2 separate regions of the Mus musculus genome follow, and region 1 is linked to region 2. Evidence: chromatin contacts called from public Hi-C data. All regions are on one chromosome and are shown on one strand. Each heading gives the region's core, a stretch centred on a gene start, on an enhancer-like site or on the middle of the called end of the contact. The rest is flanking DNA. Distances are from core to core; before and after follow the strand shown. Region 1 has its middle 58 kb from the start of Gm30416. Region 2 overlaps Dgkg (diacylglycerol kinase, gamma).

Region 1 (2,962 bases), core at 216-2,715, 160 kb before region 2:
TTAAGTGGCTTTCAGTTGCAGCCAGAGGCCTGGTGGCCAGGGCTCCTAGGTTACCTCAGGATAGGCTCGGGAGTCAGAAGGACCAACCCTGTGATCAGAGGATTGGAGCCTCCACTTCGGGTTTCCAGAAGATAGGGGAGGAGCAAAGCCCAGGCTCACTAAGGTCCAGTGATGTATCCAACCACACCTAAGATGTAAGGCCGCTATCCAAACCCAAGAGGACAGGTTAAAGAGCAGCTAGGCAGCTGAATATGTTGGAGGTGTGGGGAGAGTGGGTACCCAGCAAATGCATGGAAGCCCTGTGCTCCTCTGTCATACCTTGCTTTATGCATCTCTTCCATTCGACTGATCCTGGGTGGATCCTTGTGTGTGTGTGTGTGTGTGTGTGTGTGTGTGTGTGTGTGTGTGTGTGTGTGTAACAGGCAAATGTAAGTTAAGCATCTCCTTGAATACTCTTGACCTTAAAGGCAGATGACTGACTGCCAAAAGGCAGCTGTGGGGATCTCTGGCATGCACATATAGTGACTGGAAATTGTTGTCTAAAATGGCAGCAATCTTACGTGCCACACAGCTCGTGACACAGACACAGCATCTGCGCTAACACACACGCATCTCCAGATCTGTGCTGCTAAGTGTAGAGGATATGGAAAACATTGGCGATTTTTCCCTGTAACCAGGCTGTCTTTCCCAGGGCCCCTCAGAATGCACAGCTCCCTTCTCACCTGTGGGCTCGCTCAGCGGACAACAGCAAGGAAATCACGCAGCTGCTTTGTCGCAGCCCAAGGCACACCTGGGACCAGAGGGAGGTTAAGGGAAACCGTAGTCAGCTAAATGAGAGCAGCAGCAGTGAGTGACAGGGGGGTCAAATGGGTTCGCACCCCATGAGGAAGCAGGCTCTATCAAGTCTAGCATTCAAGCTGAGCCCATAATACCTTTTGTTATGGTTGCTATGGAAACAATTAGCCATCTATTGCTGTGTAACAAAATGCCACACAACTTAGTGGCTTAAGTAACCACTTTCTATTATCTGGAAATGTTTGTGGGTCAGGAATTCGGAGGTGGTTTGGATGCATGGTTCGGGCTCAGGTCTTTTCTGAGGGAGTTTGTGACAATTAGCTTGACTGGGCTGGTGGGTCTGCTTCCAAGGCTCAGATACTCAGTTCCTTATCAGTGGGCCCCTCCCTGAGGTGGCAGCAGTCTTCCCGAAGAGTCCATGCTCCACCGGAGAGAGCAAGGCAGAATAACAAATGTTTCTAAAGCCCATCCTTGGAAGTCATATCGCGTCATTTCCACTACGTCGTACTGATTAGCAGTGAGTCACGCAGAACAATCCACACTCAAGAGGAGAAAAATTAGTCTGCATTGAAGGAAGGCATTTCAAGAATTTGTGGGCTTCTTTTAAAACCATCCCAAGCCTCTTCAGTCCTGCGTGACTGATTGCCTTGTGAGTTGCAGGCAGAGTGTGGACGTGTTTGTAATCACCAGTGAGCTCATTGCTAACAAGGCTCCCTCTAAGAGCTGAAGGCCATCTAACAACCCCACCCCCACCCCCAAGAATTCCTCTTTTTGAGTTGTTGGTCAGGCTTGTCCAAGAGACTCTCGAAACATTACAAACTACTGCTACTGCCCTTGGTTCCCCTCCAACCACTACCCAGAAGTGGAAGGCAAGGCTGGATGCTGAAGACATCATGTACTTTCCACACAGGGCCCAGATGGGGCCCAACCTTCAGATCTTTCAAAGAACTAGGTAGTGGTAACCCCACACAGCAGGGAAACTGATGTCACCTGGCCAAGAAGCTGCCTAGTGGGTATCTCTGCTTTTACAATATCATGCTGGGGTGGTAGTCAGAAGAACTGGCTGCCTTTTAAACACATACCCTCAGCCCAAGTTTTCAGGGCATCTAGGCATTTGCCCTATTAAATCATTTCACCCAGCGTTTGTAGACATAAAGCTCTCAAGCAGCCTAGAAACCATGGACCTGAGGATTTCTAGGGACACTCCCACCTCTAGCTTGGAACCTACTGTGGGACAAGGAGGAGGGAGGAACTGTGGGAGGTTGGAGCATCTCTGGGAACACTGAGCTAACAAAGGCCACATTGCTCACCATTGCCTGCTATACTGTAGAATCTACAGATATATTTGAATGGAAAATCAACCTCTTTCTAAATTCAAATATTGTAGCCATCATTCCTGGGATTCTTAGTCCTCAAATACGAGCCTATTTGGGCATGAAAATAATGGTACTAATTTGCTATAAGCTATTAAAGATAATAACTCATGAGTCATGTCTATGTAAAGAACTAGATAAACTGAAGACAAGAAAAGGCTCTCCATTGGGCCATCTTATAGAAGAGAAAAAACCAACAAAATTTGAAAACTGCCATTGGTATTCATTGATGGGTTTATTCAAGGGTAGATTCTAGAACAAATGGGTGAAAATTTGATGAGAAACCTAGTATATGATCTCATGGGGTATTTCTGTAGGACGCTTAGTAATGATCAATGGAATAGTAGTTAACTCTACAAAGAAACATCCTAGAAACCATAGTGTCTGTGCCATAGAAGCTAAGATCCCCTTTGGCATCCGATAGAGTACAGAACGAACACAGTTACTCCTCAGTGTGGTTCCTGCCAAGTCCAGAACCTGAGGCCTCAGAGGAAACATCAGAGAAGCAACTGACCTGTGCACATCCCAAACACCCATATCTCTGAAAACCAGTGAAAACCAGGGAGCTGCTACACATATAAGGTTCAAAGAAAAGGGATAAATGGACTAGGGGTGCCATGCATTGTCTCTAAGATCAGAAAGGAAAGGAACATAAAGGGATCATTGTGGCTGTATTTCTAGAAAAGATATCGGGATAATTAGAAAAAAGTGGGTGTATCTACAGCTATACACTGCGCCAGAACCACGCAAAGACTGTTCTTGTTTGGGGGAGGCGCATTTGGGGACACAACCAT
Region 2 (3,023 bases), core at 321-2,820:
AGCTCTCCTGGCCTCTAGGTGGGGCTGCGTGCTGAGTCTAGAACTAGATTGCCCTTAAAACTGGGGGCCAGCTCATCTGCACTGCAGCTGAGGAATGGGAACTGAGAGATGGCTAGAAGGTGGAAGACCTCCTGGGAGGAAGGCTCGCCACAGGACTCCTCATATGCATGCCCCATAACCACTGCATGCCTCACTCCCCATACACATGCTCCATGCCCATGCCTGGCTTCCACCAGGGCACACAGTGGGCCTCCTATGCTCAGCCCTCTCTCGTTATCTGACACAGAGAGCAGGGTGACATGGCTGAGGGGCCCGGTAGAGCACATCCACAACCCTGTGAGCCTGCAGGGGCAACCCAAGTCTCTCACCATTTCTTCAGACCCCAGACAGGCTGAAGAAAGCAACGCAGTGTTGGGGCAACCAACCCTGAGTCCATAGACCGGGCTGTAGGTCCCTGGGTGGCTACTCACAGTTGGAACCCGGAGCCAGTCATTCACTTCTCTGAAGCCTCTACTTGTCCCTCTGCAAAATGGAAACAATAATCTCAGTGGCATAGTCTGTGTAACCATGTAGAATTCAAGTTCACAAAGTGACTTCTTTGTCTACCTCACTGATGCGGCTGAATTTGAGAAGCTACAAATCAAGTGTGATGTGTGTTTTGGAGCAATAAATTAGTAAAGTTATTCTGGGTGAATAGTGCCACACAATTTGGCTGCTAAGAAATTTAAAGCACTTATTCTTGTTTAATGCAAATATGGATTATATCATGTAAATATTTCATGTGTTTCTAATATAACATTTGAACTTGAGCATTTTGAGATATGCCCCCTCTTTCCCACATCTTCCTGCGGTGCTTCAGGACACCTTGGTGGGAAATTTTGAGTTCTATGGGATTCCAGGAGGAGAGATCTGAGTGTGGAGGCTCCCAGGCAATGGCTCAGAGGTTCATGATTTTGTTAGCATTATGCATACAAACACCACCACCACCACCACCACCACCACTATCCCGCCCTGCCCTGGTGACATTTCCCAGCCAGGTAGCTCAGCACCCGGGGCGACATTCCTTCATTCAGAGTGCGGGATGGGCACTAAGATTTCTAGAGTCCTCAGGTGATTGCAACAGCCCACTGAGGAGGCAAAGGGAAAGGAAGTAAGTTAACCATGGAAGTGCACCACAGAAGCCTCCCAGATGTGCAGTTCAGTGTATCCCAGAGGTGCCTCATGCTGTTGTCTAAAGAGGAGGGGCCAGAGACTCAGACAGGTCCAGAAACTGGCCAAAAGTTAGCATGCTGTGACGTGCAAAGTCGGTGACTCCCGCGGAGCCCTCCGGCTTCCACTGCACCACACTGCCTCCCGGAAAGGGGCCCACAAGAGGACAAGTCTCGACAGCGAGTTCTACGAGACAGGGATGCAGTTGAGCTGCAGCTTAGATGCTTGCCTGCTGGGGTGAGAGCTGGGACAGGCAAAATGGAACCACCGGTCTAACCTGTTTTGCTTAGCTTAGCGGTGATCAGGCAGGTGGAGCTCTGCATCCAATAAGCTTCCACACTGAGGAAACAGGGCCCTCTGGGCTCCTCGCGCCGCCCACTTCTTTGTAGCCCTGGGCCCAGGGGCGTGATTCCACTGCCTTCCCTGGTATCCTTCCCTTCCCTCCCACAGGTGATGCAGCATGCGTGGGTGGAAGGGAACTCCTCCGTCAAGTGTGACCGGTGCCACAAAAGTATCAAGTGCTACCAGAGTGTCACCGCGCGGCACTGCGTGTGGTGCCGGATGACGGTGGGTCGGTGCCCAGGGAGGCCCTACTTCTTTTCAGTGTGGGTTTTGTTCGAGCTGTAGCCTGGGGTAGTGAACATCCCTCCGGAGGCAAGTGCAGTGCAGAGTGAAGGGCTGAGGCTAGCCCAGAACCCCCCCGGACCCATTCGAGCCTCTCAGCCGCCAATGACTCCTCAAGTTGCCCGAGAAAGAAGTTAGCCAACCTGCTGCCTTCCTACCGTTCAATTACTGGAGAGGGATTAAATCCTAGAAAGCCCCCTCTAACCTTAGAGTTAGACTTTGGCCCAAAGGCACTTTCCTCTCAGCAGCACTCTCCCTTGCCCAGGGGCCTGGTCTTGCTACTGCCAAGCTCGTGCCAGAGTTCACAACCATTCTCAACGTGACAGGTGCCTCAGAACTGCCCAAACTTCCTCCCAAAGCCAATTCCAGGCTGTGTACCCCTGGCTAGGTATCAGCCCTAAAGGGGAGGCTCCTCCAAGCCAGACAAAGCGCCTCTCGCGATGCAGGGGTTCTGTTGTTGGTTTCCTCCAGCCTCCCACGGGTTTCTCAGAGGTAGCTGTCCTTCAGAATTTCTAACCCAGAGATCCAGAGACAGGGATATAGAACCACTCAGGGTGCCACATTCGAAGCACAGCTCTAGATGTCATTTCTGTGCCCCTGGGAGACATGCTACATGTTCACACATACTCAACAAACCTGCCAAAGCCAAAGGCAGCAGTGCTCCGAGACGCAGGGGCACGGGACAGCTCGCTTCCCCAGAAAAATCTCGACACACCGCCTTCCTACCCGGTGTCTCCTTGGTCACTTCTGCTCATCCTCACCTTCATTTTTCTCTCCAGTTTCACCGCAAATGTGAATTATCGACAGTGTGCGACGGTGGGGAACTCAAAGACCACATTTTGCTGCCTACCTCCATATGCCCCGTCTCCGGAGTAAGTGGTCCTGCCCCCACCAGGGCTCTGGCTTTTCCAGGTTCAGGGGTCAGAGACGGACAACATTTACCACTTTACCCCACCAATTCCCAGGGTGTTTGCTTTGGTGAGTGATTAAAAGAAGTTAGTGCTATGCCGGTCAGACTGAACTAGAAAGCTCTGACACAGCAGTTTCCGACCGCTGCTTCCAGGTGTTCAGAGCATCCCTTCTAAGCATCCTTGAGGCAGAGCCCAGCTCAAACAGCCACCTGCACTTGGCCAGGTTTCTTGGCCTCTCATCCTTGCCAGGTTTCTCCTGTATTCTCTCAAGGGCTTGCA

Evidence for each region. A called contact is a pair of places that touch in the nucleus more often than the background predicts.
Region 1: a contact with region 2 is called in a Hi-C map of thyroid gland, with 2.1 times the contacts expected there. The contact joins two enhancer-like sites. A contact is called at or near these places in 2 of 484 Hi-C or Micro-C datasets (nephron progenitors and thyroid gland), 2 of 115 datasets of contacts at active chromatin or transcription factors (embryonic stem cells and stem cell-derived neural progenitor cells) and 1 of 9 other capture datasets (embryonic stem cells).

Annotation. Positions count from the first base shown.
Region 1 is chr16:22,732,639-22,735,600 of GRCm38.p6, reverse strand. No RefSeq gene overlaps it. Among named protein-coding and RNA genes, the nearest start is that of Gm30416, 58 kb to the left of the region's middle. Within about 2 kb of position 1,465, at least 40 of the 459 cell types and tissues checked have an H3K27ac peak or open chromatin away from gene starts, as enhancers often do. A contact at or near this core is called in thyroid gland, where this site is marked.
Region 2 is chr16:22,571,353-22,574,375 of GRCm38.p6, reverse strand. It overlaps Dgkg (diacylglycerol kinase, gamma), which reads left to right. Exons shown (of 25, transcript NM_138650.2): 12 at 1,660-1,776; 13 at 2,613-2,705. Among named protein-coding and RNA genes, the nearest start is that of Gm41433, 12 kb to the left of the region's middle. Within about 2 kb of position 1,570, at least 33 of the 459 cell types and tissues checked have an H3K27ac peak or open chromatin away from gene starts, as enhancers often do. A contact at or near this core is called in thyroid gland, where this site is marked.